Regions from separate parts of the Sus scrofa genome. Here region 1 is linked to region 2. The links are chromatin contacts, called in public promoter capture Hi-C maps. All regions are on one chromosome and are shown on one strand. The core of a region is the stretch at or near the end of the contact, and the rest is flanking DNA. Distances in the headings are between cores, read along the strand shown.

Region 1 (5,429 bases), core at 2,765-5,264, 230 kb before region 2:
AGGCGGGGGGCGTCGGGTTCCCCGTATAGTACTAATCGCCCCCTCCCTTAACAGCCTTTCTCAAATCCCGCAGAACACCCGGCGCGGATCCCCAGTCTGGGTACAGACCCAAAACCCCCTTCCCCCTCTTCCCAAGGATTAGCGGAGGCGGCCCGGGATCCGCTCGCGGCCGCACGTTTTTTGCCAAAAAAGGCAAGGATGCAGCTGCACGCGCCGCGGGAACATCTGGATCCGATTCCCGGCATGAATGGGTCATGGCCCCGCCCCCCCGTGATTCAAGGGCGGGGGCGGGAAGGAGCGAGGGGGGTTGTCCCCCAAAATGGGGAGATGGGGCGGAGCGCTGCTCCCCTCACCCGGCGTCTAACACCCCTGCCCCAGCGCTTCGGCGGCCTGTGGTCTGGGCTCCGCGGTCCAGACTGTCGGAGCCCGACTCGTGCGCATTGGCGGCGGGCGCGGGCTGAGGCGCTCACGTCCCGCCCGCAGCCTCCCGGGTGGGGGCCCCCAGCGCCGGGCGGGCGGACCCTTGGCGCCCTGTGGGGGAGGGGCCCTCCTGTCCGACAGGACCGCGTGATTATATGTATCTCAAATGAAATCCTCCCAGAAATCCTACGCGGCGGGCGTTTTTCCATTTCACAGAGGAGTCTCCAGTTGTCAGTTCCCCAGTCACCTAGGTAGATCCGGGATTCTAATCCGTTCCACACTTCCTCCGGGCACAATTCGAATCCTAAACTTTCCGAAGCTGTGGTTGATGGACATTTTCAACAAGCCTTTACAAATGCCCGCCATGTCTGCTTATAATTAATAATCACACGTTGATATATTGGTCTCTTTCTTCCATCTGCCTCTAGGAGGACTGGGCTCACGCCTGCCTTGGTCACCTCTCTCACCTCTCGTCTCTCAGCGCCCAGCACTCACTACATGCTCAGTAAATACTTGCTGAGGAAGTGTAGTCCAAGCATAGAAAACAGCTAGTGCAAAGCCCTGGCGCCGTGAAAAACCATACGGTGTCCGTTGGGGAAGCGGCAAGTAATTTCATTTGGAGGAAGTGCCAAGAGACTAAAATGGCAGGCAGAGGCCAGGTCAAGAAAAGCCAGACGCCAAGTTAAACAGAACTCACCCTGCGGGTAAAGCAGCCAGTGGAAATGTTTAAGCAGGGCGGTGAGATGATCACTCCGCTGCAGGCTGCAGCGTGAATAATTGATTGGAGCGGCAAGATAATCAGGCTGCTTAGGAGGCCAGTGCAGCGGTCCAGGTGAGCGATAACTGAGGCAGGTGGCAGCAGGAGTGGAAAAGACAGGACTTGGTGACTTATTTGAAGGAATGGGGAAGGAGAAGGTTTTAGTGGAAGGAAGGCATCAGGTAAATGGTGTTGCTTAGGTGGTCCACCCACCTAAGAGAAAAGAGATGCACAGGTACAATGTGATATTGATTTCAAGAAAAACATTTTTCAGATTTAACATCTCAGAAACCCAGACACAGCATATAATCAACCGTGTGACATGATTTAATTAACAATTTTTTCTTTCTTAGTGGAATGTCAAATAATGGTGGGGTTAACATTCGATAGCATTTCACGTTGGAGGAAATACGGTAGATCCCAAGCTTTATCCCCACTCCCCCACTCCACCTCTTCCTTTCCCAGAAAGATACGCACACAGTCTTTGCAATCCAGAACAGGAATTTTTGGGGTCCCCCTCCTTTTTGAGGGCCGCTGTATAATGGAGGTTCCCAGGCTAGGAGTGGAATCGGAGCTGTGGCTGCACCGCAGCCATAGTCACGCTGGATCTGAACAACACGAGAGAGGCCAGGGATTGAACCTGGGCCCTCACAGATACTAGTTTGTTGGTTAACCATTGAGCCAGGAGGGGAACTCCCCTCAAGGGAAATTTTTTTACCTTCTTCCTAGGAAAAGATTCCTAGGTTTTTCCAGGAAAACGAAAGCTCTAGAGAGTAGTTGTGCCCGGGGCGGGGGGGGGGGGGGGGGGGGGGGGGGGGGAAGGGGGGCACTCTCTCTAAGGTTGAGGTCTTGCTTAAATTTCAGACATCATATAATCCTCTCAAGACCCCATGAGCAGGCAGGACAAAAGTCATTATCTTTATGTTGTTTTTAAAACTAATAAACAAAAAGCAAAGCATGCTTATTGCAGAAAACTTGGAGAATGCTGAAAAGCAGAGACAGTAAATCACTAATAACTCCTTGATATAACCCCCTAGTTCTTTTTTATTAAGCAGGCATGTACACCTATGTATTTTCATTTTTTAGTTATTAATGTTTTTGTTTTTCTTTTGCGTTTTAGAGCCATACCCTCGGCATATGGAGGTCCCCGGGCCAGGGGTCCAGAAGGAGCTGTAGCCTTGGCCTACACCAGAGCCATGGCAACTTGGGATCCAAGCTGCGTCTGTGACTACACCATAGCTCACGGCAACGCCGGATCCCTAGTCCACTGAATGAGGCCAGGGATCAAATCCCACAACCTCCTGGTTCCTAGCCAGATTCGTTTCCACTGGGCCACGACGGGAACTCCTCTAGGTTTTTTCATTTTTCGTGACCATCTTTCCATCTGAGTTCACACAGATTTTTTTTTTTTTTTTTTTTTGCTTTTTAGGGCCCGCACTGTATGGAAGTTCCCAGGCTAGGGGTTGTATCTGAGCTGCATCTGCAATCTACGCCACAGCTCACAGCACCACCAGATCCCAGACCCACTGAGTGAGGCCAGGGATCAAACCCACATCCTTATGGATACTAGTCAGAATTGTTTCTGCTGCTCCACAACAGGAACTCCCCCAACAGAATTTTTAAACAGCTTCTACTGAGGTAGAAGTTACATACCATAAAATTCACCCAAGTTAAGTGTACAATTCAATTAATTTTAGGAAATTTATCACAGCTGTGCAACTATCACCACAATCCAATTTTAGAACATTTTTATCATCCCCCAAAAGATTTCCTGTGTCTTTTGCAGTTGCTTCCTGTCTCACCTCCAGCAGCAGGAAACCACTCGTTTACTGTGTATAGATATGCCATCTGGACATAAGCTATGTCACTTTTTGTGTCTGGCTTCTTTCACTTAGTGTGATGTTTTCATGGTTCGTCCATATCTCAGCATTCCTTTATTGCTGAATAATATTCCATTATATGGACACATCACATTTGGTTTGCCCATTTACCAGTTAATGGATTTGTGAGTTGCATCCTGTTTCTGTCTATAATGAATATCACTGCTATGAACATCTGAACATATGGACTTGTTTTCATTTCTCTACCTAGAAGTGGACATATGGACTTGCTTCACTTTTTTTTTTTTTAAAGCCGAATAGCATTTTGCTTCTTGGATGTACCATATTTTATTTAACCAGCCCCCTGCTGATCGACAATTAGGATGCTTCCACATATGCAGAAAGAAAGAAAAAGGAAGGAAGGCAAAGAAAAGGAAAGGAGGAGTTCCCGTCGTGGCGCAGTGGAAACGAATCCACCTAAGAACCATGAGGTAGTGGGTTCAATCCCTGGCGTTTTTCAGTGGGTTAAGGATCTGGCGTTGTGGTGAGCTGTGGTATAGGTCGCAGAAGCATCTGGGATCCTGCGTTGCTGTGGCTAAGGTGTAGGCCGGCAGCTGTAGCTCTGATTGGACCCCTAGCCTGGAACCCTCCATATGCTGCAAGTGCGGCCCTAAAAAGCAAAAAAAAAAAGAAAAAAAGAAAAAAAACCCTGCTCTCATCCCCATTTTACTGACAAGGACACGGAGGTCCCGAGAAGAGAAAAACTTTGTCAAAGGTCACACAAAGAGCTGGAGACTCAAGTTCCGGTTCCCTACTCCCATCCATACGCTTCAACCACTCATCCAGTTTCCTACCCTCTCGGCCTCAGGAGGCCCCGGAAAACCAGGTCAGATCCCTTGAAGCCAGGGTGTTGGTGGATATCTGCCTGCCCCCTAGAGGCACCTGGAAACCGTTGGGCATCGCGCAACACACCCCCGGCCAGCAGGGGGCACTGCAGCCGTGTCCCGAGCACTGATTGGGTCTCCCGCGGTGCTCACTTTTCGTCGAGTCTTCGAAGCACTTCCGGCAGCCGCGGAACTTTGGTGCAGCCGGACGCGCGGCTCGGCGACGCGGGCGCGCAAGGCGGCAGAAGTCGTTTCCGGCCGTTTCGGTGGTCCGCCTTGCGGCTCGGGAGGAGGGACGATGGAGACGATTCTGGAGCAACAGCGGCGCTATCATGAGGAGAAGGAACGGCTTATGGACGTCATGGCTAAAGAGATGCTCACCAAGAAGTCCACGGTGAGTGGGGCCTGGGCAGGGGTACCCCTGAAACTGGGCCCCTTGCCCGTGTTTAACCTCAGAGAGCCCCAGACCTGCTCCGCGCCCGCCCCCTCCCCGGACTCGCTCCCGAAACTCTCGCCTTGGTAACATTCTCCCCGGGCCCTGCGCCCAGAGGCCTCTCGGCTTGGGCCGCTAAGACCTGAGCGGGTAAGCTCCGCCCTCGGGCGCCCGTCCTAACTCCAGAACAACGACTAACGGCGTCCTTGTCACCGTTTGCCTTTCTTCAGCTCCGGGACCAGATCAATTCTGACCACCGCACACGGGCCATGCAAGATGTGAGTGCCCTGCTGTTCGCTTCTCTTTGGGTCGTGATGGACTGGAAGAGGGAGGAGGGGGGACACGGGTGTCAACAGGAGCCCTGGCCACAGGTAACCAGATTGGCCAGTCGAGGGTTTGTATGCCTGCCAAATGTCCACACGCTGCCAAACCTGAGGGTGCTTAACTGCCCTTGCTCACTTCTTTGAATGGGAAACTCATTCATTATTCATTACCGGGGAAGATGCCTCTTTAAAGCCTCCTCTGTCCAGTGGATGACCAAAGAGTAGTTATAGTGATTCAAACTCAGACGGTACTCTGCCTTCTCCCCCAAAGAGAATGCTGTGTATTAGTGTTTTCCTCTCAGAACACTGTATTGAAATATTTTTTGCTTACCAGGCTGCATTTTTCTAGTAATAGTTCCATTTTTTTTTAGAAAGAGTCAAAACTAAAATGTTGGTACGTATTAAAACTGAGTGGTAGGTAAGTGGAGGTTCATTATACTGTGCTTTCTAGCTCTGTTTTTGCGTGTTTGAAACCTATTTAGAAAGGGAAAAAAGATCTAATCAGAATTTCTAGTTTGGAGGACATAATTAATATTATAAGCCCTAGTCCCTTAGCTAAATTCCCAAAAGCAAAGTACTCCAAAAACAAAAGGTTATTTGTTCTTTTAATTACTTGGTGGCAAAAATCTGACTTGATATGAACAGATGAGAGACCTTTTTATTGTCTTTATCCCATTGAATAAATAGTGCATAAATTTCACTGCAGAACTATTAATGTGTGTTCCAGATTCCACTAGGTATATTATATATAGTGCCTTCCTGAAATTAAAAACTTCAAATTCTGAAACAAAT
Region 2 (6,157 bases), core at 208-2,707:
ATTTATTTTGTTGCCTCTTTTAGGGCTGCACCCATGGCATATGGAAGTTCCCAGGCTAGAAATCGATTTGGAGCTGCAGCTGCTGGCCTACGCCACAGCCATAGCCATGCAGGATCTGAGTCCTGTCTTCAACCTACACCACAGCTCATGGCAACACCAATCCTTAACCCACTGAGTGGGGCCAGGGATCCAAACTGCATCCTCATGGATACTAGTCAGATTCGTTACCACTGAGCCACAGTGGGAACTCCCTGATCTGCCCATTTTAAAACTGGCAATTTCCATAAGCAGAAGGACCTGCTTGGGGTTATCCTTCCACCTGAGCTCTGGTAACAGACCAAGTTATTCATTTGTTTGTTTTTAAATGGTTGGATCAAAAAAAAAAAATCTTATAATGTGAATCCACATTTTAGTATGTCCATAAATACATGTTTATTGGAATACAGCTGTGCCCATTCATTACAGCTGTTTCGGAACTATCACAGCAGAGATGAGTAGTTTTCAATGAGAACCATTTGGCCCATAAAGCCTAAAATATTTACTACCCGATTCTGTAGAGAAAATGTTTGTTTGCCTACCTGCACAAGTAGATGAGGTTAAAAGCAAAGGAGAAAAATAAAGCAAGGCAGTGAGACAGAGTGGGGATGGGTAAGGTTGCAGTTTCCTACAGGGATCTTGGACGACTTCAGGATGAAGATGAAGGCTGTCATTGGAACCACAGAAGGGCTCCAGGTCGAGGCCTGGGGAAACTCTAGCAGCTCTTACCGAAGTACTCGAGCCAGTTCATCTCGCGCAGTGCCTTGGGGAGTCGCAGGATCTCGATGTTGTACAGGTTATCCATCTCCTTGAGGAGGTTCTGCCTGTCTGACTGAATTTGCTTGGATCGTATTTGCACTGCAAGAGGGCAGAGCGGACAAGACGTGGGTCACCAGTGGGCAAACGGGGCCTGGAATCCGTGCGGCCTGCGCCCCAACCCGCCAGCACCCCGCGATTGTCCCAGATGCCAGCGACCTCCCGGGCTCCGCCCCTTACCTTCACGGTCGAAGTCTTTAAGAAAGGAAGCGAGCTTTCGGCTCCGTAGCGAGTTGTTCTTGGCCACCCGACTGCCGCCTTTCCTAGCCGGAGCCATGGCACTTCGCTGGAGACTGCGGGGAGAGAGGGGCCAAGCCAAAGGGTGTCAGCGGCGGAGAAAGGGAGGGAAAGGGGGCCGCGAAGGAGCAGGAGAGGGCGGAGGACACCCCAGGGGGGTTGGAAGGGGACCCCTGCCCTTCCCGGCATGAGCATAAACGATTCGCGAGGCACTCACCTGTGGGCCCCGGTAATAGGGGCTGAGAAAACCCTGGCTGCTTCAGCTGAGAGGGAGCGGCTCCGGGACTAACCGGACGTGCGACCGCCGCCACCAAATTCAAACTGCCACAAGCTGACCAATGAGAAGCCGCCGTCTTAGAGGGTCCCACAACAGCCAATCGCAGGGACGCTCTGCGATCGGCCAGTCAATTCACACGCAGGACTACAGCACCCAGAAGTCATTGCAGTTTGACGGCATATTTTCGCGACTCTGTAGCCACGTTGGGGCATGCGCAAAGAGAGTCCCTAAGGCTCTTGAGGGCCTAGAGAGGTCCTCAGACTTTAACTGCCTTAGCTTTAACTTTTGCCGCTGGTTTAGGGAAGGCGAGCCGTAACTTCATGGAGAGGAGACAAGGTTCGGGTTCAGGAAACTCGAGACGGCCCGGGAAACCCACAGTCTGAAACAGAAAACTACCCGAAGCCGGATGAGCCTCCTGCGAGGAATAGTCAAGAAATCTTTCCCGAGGTGGGAAATAAGGGTCCTGCCTTCCGAGAGCCTGTGTAAAGGTAAGACAACCCCTCACTCTAGAAACTCCCGTCGGGAGGGATAGACAGCTACCTGAGGAAACCCTGGGTTAGCTGGACCTCACTTGAGAACGGAAATAACTCCTACCGACTTGGTACTTCCCCTACCGACTTGGGACTCTAGGGCTGTGTCTTTTTTTTTTTTTTCCTCCCACAGAAGATGACTCAAGTTGGGCCTTTGCTTGCCGTGCAGGAGGCCCTAAGGAAGTGCTTTCTCGTGGTGGAGGAGCAGCAAGGCCTGTGGCAGAGCGTTCTTAAGGACTGCCCGCCGCTCCTGGCCTCCCTCAGTAACCTGGCAGAGCAGCTGCAGGCCGCACAAAATCTGCGATTTGAAGATGTGCCGGCACTTCGGGCCTTCCCAGACTTACAGGAGCGGCTGAGACGCAAGCAGCTGGCGGCTGGTGACATTGTCCTGGACAAGCTAGAGGAGAGGCTGTAAGAGGTTTAGTGGCTCTGTTCTTGGTGGAAAGATTTTAAAGCTAGGTGTTTAGAAAACTAGGATCAGTTAGAAGGATGTTTTTCTCCTTACTTGAGAGCTTTGTATTTGGGGATGTGTCAACCTTACGTGCTTTTCATCTGTTGCAATGGGACCTCTGTCAAAAAGCCACTTTCTGACATTTCTTTTGTCAGGCTAGGGGTGGCAATGGTGGACTTCGTAAAAGTTACCAAAGCAGAACAGAAAAACAGTGGAGAAAGCTTATTAGCCCTCCTCTGTAAGTTTTTCTTTGGTAAAAAGCAGCAAAGAGCTGTACTATAAACTTAGTGGGTGCCAGAGCTGAGGGTTTTACGTCCATTATCCGTAAAATCTTTTCTGCACCTCTATGACTTAACCTCACTTAATCTCATTTTTCCGGTGAGGCAGCTGAGGCCCAAGCAGATTGCCTGTGGTCCTGCAATTAGTAAATGGTAAAGCTGGGATTCTCATCCAAGTGTATCTGACACCAAGGCCGGAGCTCTTAACCACTACTTTGTTCTGCTGTACATTGGTGTGTCTGTGCCAGGAGTGGTACCCCTCTAAGCTCTCGTTATGCCTAGTGTTAGACTCTCTGGCTTCGAGTTATAGGTAATTGAGGATAGAGGAGAGACAGGGAACTTATGGCCTTTCCTTGACCAGGACAAAAGAAGGTTCTAGTGTATAGAGTCTGTGCTGTTAACTAATAGGAGACTGTCAAAGATGAGTGCCTTCTTGGTATTCATTTGTTTAAAAAAAATTTTATTAACAGCCTATAGGAGAGTTCCTGTTGTGACTCAGTGGATTAAGGACCCAGTGTTGTCTCTGTGAGGATGTGAGTTCAATCCCTGGCCTCACTCGGGGGGTTAAGGATCCAGCATTGCTGTAAGATGCAGTGTCGGTCACAGATGCAGCTGGTGTTGCCATGGCTTTGGCATAGGCCTCAGCTGCAGCTTTGATTTGACCTCCGGCCCAGGAACTTCCACATGCCACAGGTGCGGCTGTAAAGAGAGAGAAAAAAAAAAAAAAAAAGTAAAGAAAAGAAACCTATGGGGAGTTCCCGTCGTGGCGCAGTGGTTAATGAATCCGACTAGGAACCATGGGGTTGCGGGTTCAGTCCCTGCCCTTGCTCAGTGGGTTAATGATCCGGCGTTGCCGTGAGCTGTGGTATAGGTTGCAGACGGCTCGGATCCGGCGTTGCTGTGGCTCTGGCGTAGGCTGGTGGCTACGGCTCCGATTAGACCCCTAGCCTGGGAATCTCCATATGCCGCGGAAGTGGCCCAAGAAATAGAAAAAAAAAAAAAAAAAGAAAGAAACCTATGGGATGCCAAGCACAGGGTGCTGGGTCTACAATAAACCAGACTTAAGTTCTTTGGTTGATTAAAAGAGATAGACAGTCAATTAAGTTTTGTCATGGTACATTCTAATATAGTGACCTTTTATTTCAATTGATTACATATTTGTATGTGGGTATGGACTGTTATTTTAAATCTTTTTTTTTTTTTTTTTTTTTTTGACCGCACCCACGGCATGAAAAAGTTCCTGGGCCAGGGATCAAACTCAAGCCATAGCAGTAACCAGAGCCACAGCAGAGACATCACTGAACCACCAGGAAACCCCTATTTTAAGTGTTTTTAAGTCGTGAGTCACAGTCAAACATTTTTGAAAGCTGCAGTTCTAGGCTAGGGAATGCCTTGCCCTTTGGGAAGTTGTAGCTTTCTTCTTGGTGGCTGGGCCCCTTGGAGTCACCAGTGGAATAATAACAAAATTTACTATAAGCCAGGCACTTCCCTAAGCACTTACATTACTGCATTTAATCTTCGCAGCAGTCTTTTTCATTCATTCATAGGACAAGTGTTTGTCGTTCTCTGTGCCAGTCCGGATATTCTAGGCGCTTATGATGAATAGTGAACAAAAGAGACTGTATTCATGATTGAGAATAAGTAGCTTTTCTAAGATCCCCAGTTGTCTGTGTGCATCAAGAGCCCAGACTTGGCCCATTTGCTGGGTTTGGGGTGAGAGGTGACATTAGAACTGTACTGGTTTGTTGCTTCAGTTTCTTCTTGGTTATTCCCTTTCAAGTACATGGCATGGGACTGTGTGTGAGCATTTGCCCTCCTCATACGGCTTTATGGCATTCCCAGAAAGGCGACTTAGTCTTTGCTTTCTTTGGGACCTGGGCTCATCACATAGCTTTGTGTGCCATGTAACTTCAGCTTCTCCATCTTAAAGTCATTTCTTCTTCTTTTTTTTTTTTTATTTTTTGGCCATACCCATGGCATTCGGGAAGTTTCCAGGCTAGGGATCAAACCTATGCCACTGCAGTAACCTGAGCCACAGTAATGACAATGCCTGGTCCTTAATCCACTGAGCCACCAGGGAACTCCAGTTCTTAATTCTCGAGCCACCCCTACCTCCAAGAAACCATCACCCATCTCCTTAGAGAAATGGGTCTCATTTGGAGACAGTTTTTCCCATTGGGAAGTTTGGCACTATCTGGAGACGTTATCGATTGTCACTACTTGGAAAGGGTGGGAACATGATCAGCCCTTGTCAACTAGTGGGTAGAGGCCAGGGATACCACTGAACATCCTATAGTGCAGCCCTCCACCACCAAGAATCATCTGTCCAGAGCAGCCATAGTGCTGAGGCCTTAGGCCTTTCTCATCATGTTGCCTAATATCAGACTCTTTCCCCAGAGCCACCCTCCTCAAGGTGCGTGATGTGGTCAGCAGCCACGTGGAACACGTGCTTCAGACCTATGAGCGGCATGCGGACACAATCGGCCTGGATGCTGTCCTGCAGGCTTCAGCTGCAAGCCCCTCTGTGGCTGAAATGTTGGAGTGGTTGCACGATATCGAGAGACACTATCGAAATTTGTATCCTTTGCACACATTTCAGGTTGTTCCAGAGCTATTCCAGGAAGTCTTTTAAATTTTGGTTTTCACAGGATTACACAACAGTATACAGTGTGGCTCAGTTCTCTTTGGTTCCTGAACTTGGATGCTTCCTACACTCATTTGTGCAGTCACTCCTCAAGTCATTTATTGAGTAGCTGATACCTGCCAGGCATTGTTCTAGGGGCTGGGAGGTAGGCATTAAAAAAGGAAAATATTAACAGGCTGTCAGATTGTGGTAATGCCTTGGAGAAAAACAAAGCAGGGAGTGGGGGAAGCGAGGGGAGCAGGTGGGCTTGTGATTTTAAATAAGATGGTCGGGGCAGGCCTCAGTGAGGAAGCAGGATTTGAGAAAAGACCTGAAGGGAGGGAAAGAACCAGGTGGATATTGGGGGAAAGAGTGTTCCAGGCAGGAGACACACAACGTGCAGAGGCCCTGACGGGAGAGCAAGTCTTGTGTGTTCAGGAAATAGTCAGTGGGGCTCGAGCCGAGTGAAGGGGGGGTGGTTTAACAGGAGATGTGGTCAGAAAGACAGGTCTAGAGTTGGTAGGGCCGCCAGGGTCTTCAGAAGGTTTTGGCTTTTGCTCTGAGTGAGATGGAAAGCTATAGGTTTTGAGTAGAGGGGTAACTTGATCAGATCTATGTTTTCAGCAGTATTACCGGCTGTGTTCTAAGGAGACTTGGGTGGAAGCAGGAAGACCAGTTAGTTGGGGAGTTGTCTTGCCTTTTTCTCTTGATTGTTGCCTGATAACTCACTTCTACCCTCTGGCTGAAGTTTCTACTTTTATTTACTTATTTATTTGGTCTTTTTGCCATTTCTAGGGCCGCTTCTGCGGCATATGGAGGTTCCCAGGCTAGGGGTCTAATATGAGCTACAGCTGCCAGCCTACGCCAGAGCCACGGCAATGTGGGATCCAAGCCGAGTCTGTGACCTAC

The links. Promoter capture Hi-C pulls out the DNA fragments that hold promoters and counts their contacts.
Region 1: a promoter capture Hi-C map of liver shows a contact between it and region 2, with 2.9 times the contacts expected there. The contact joins the promoter of SF3A3 here to the promoter of CDCA8 in region 2. A contact is called at or near these places in 2 of 5 promoter capture datasets (fetal liver and liver), 2 of 47 Hi-C or Micro-C datasets (epiblast stem cells and heart right ventricle) and 1 of 2 datasets of contacts at active chromatin or transcription factors (alveolar macrophages).

The regions. Positions count from the first base shown.
Region 1 is chr6:93,974,909-93,980,337 of Sscrofa11.1, reverse strand. It overlaps SF3A3 (splicing factor 3A subunit 3), which reads left to right and starts at 4,014. Exons shown (of 17, transcript XM_003127795.2): 1 at 4,014-4,275; 2 at 4,545-4,592. The coding sequence starts at 4,180.
Region 2 is chr6:93,745,994-93,752,150 of Sscrofa11.1, reverse strand. It overlaps CDCA8 (borealin), which reads right to left and starts at 1,457. Exons shown (of 11, transcript XM_021095971.1): 1 at 1,307-1,457; 2 at 1,033-1,145; 3 at 766-894. The coding sequence starts at 1,129. It overlaps C6H1orf109, which reads left to right and starts at 1,555. Exons shown (of 5, transcript XM_021095972.1): 1 at 1,555-1,854; 2 at 2,030-2,307; 3 at 5,023-5,202. The coding sequence starts at 2,033.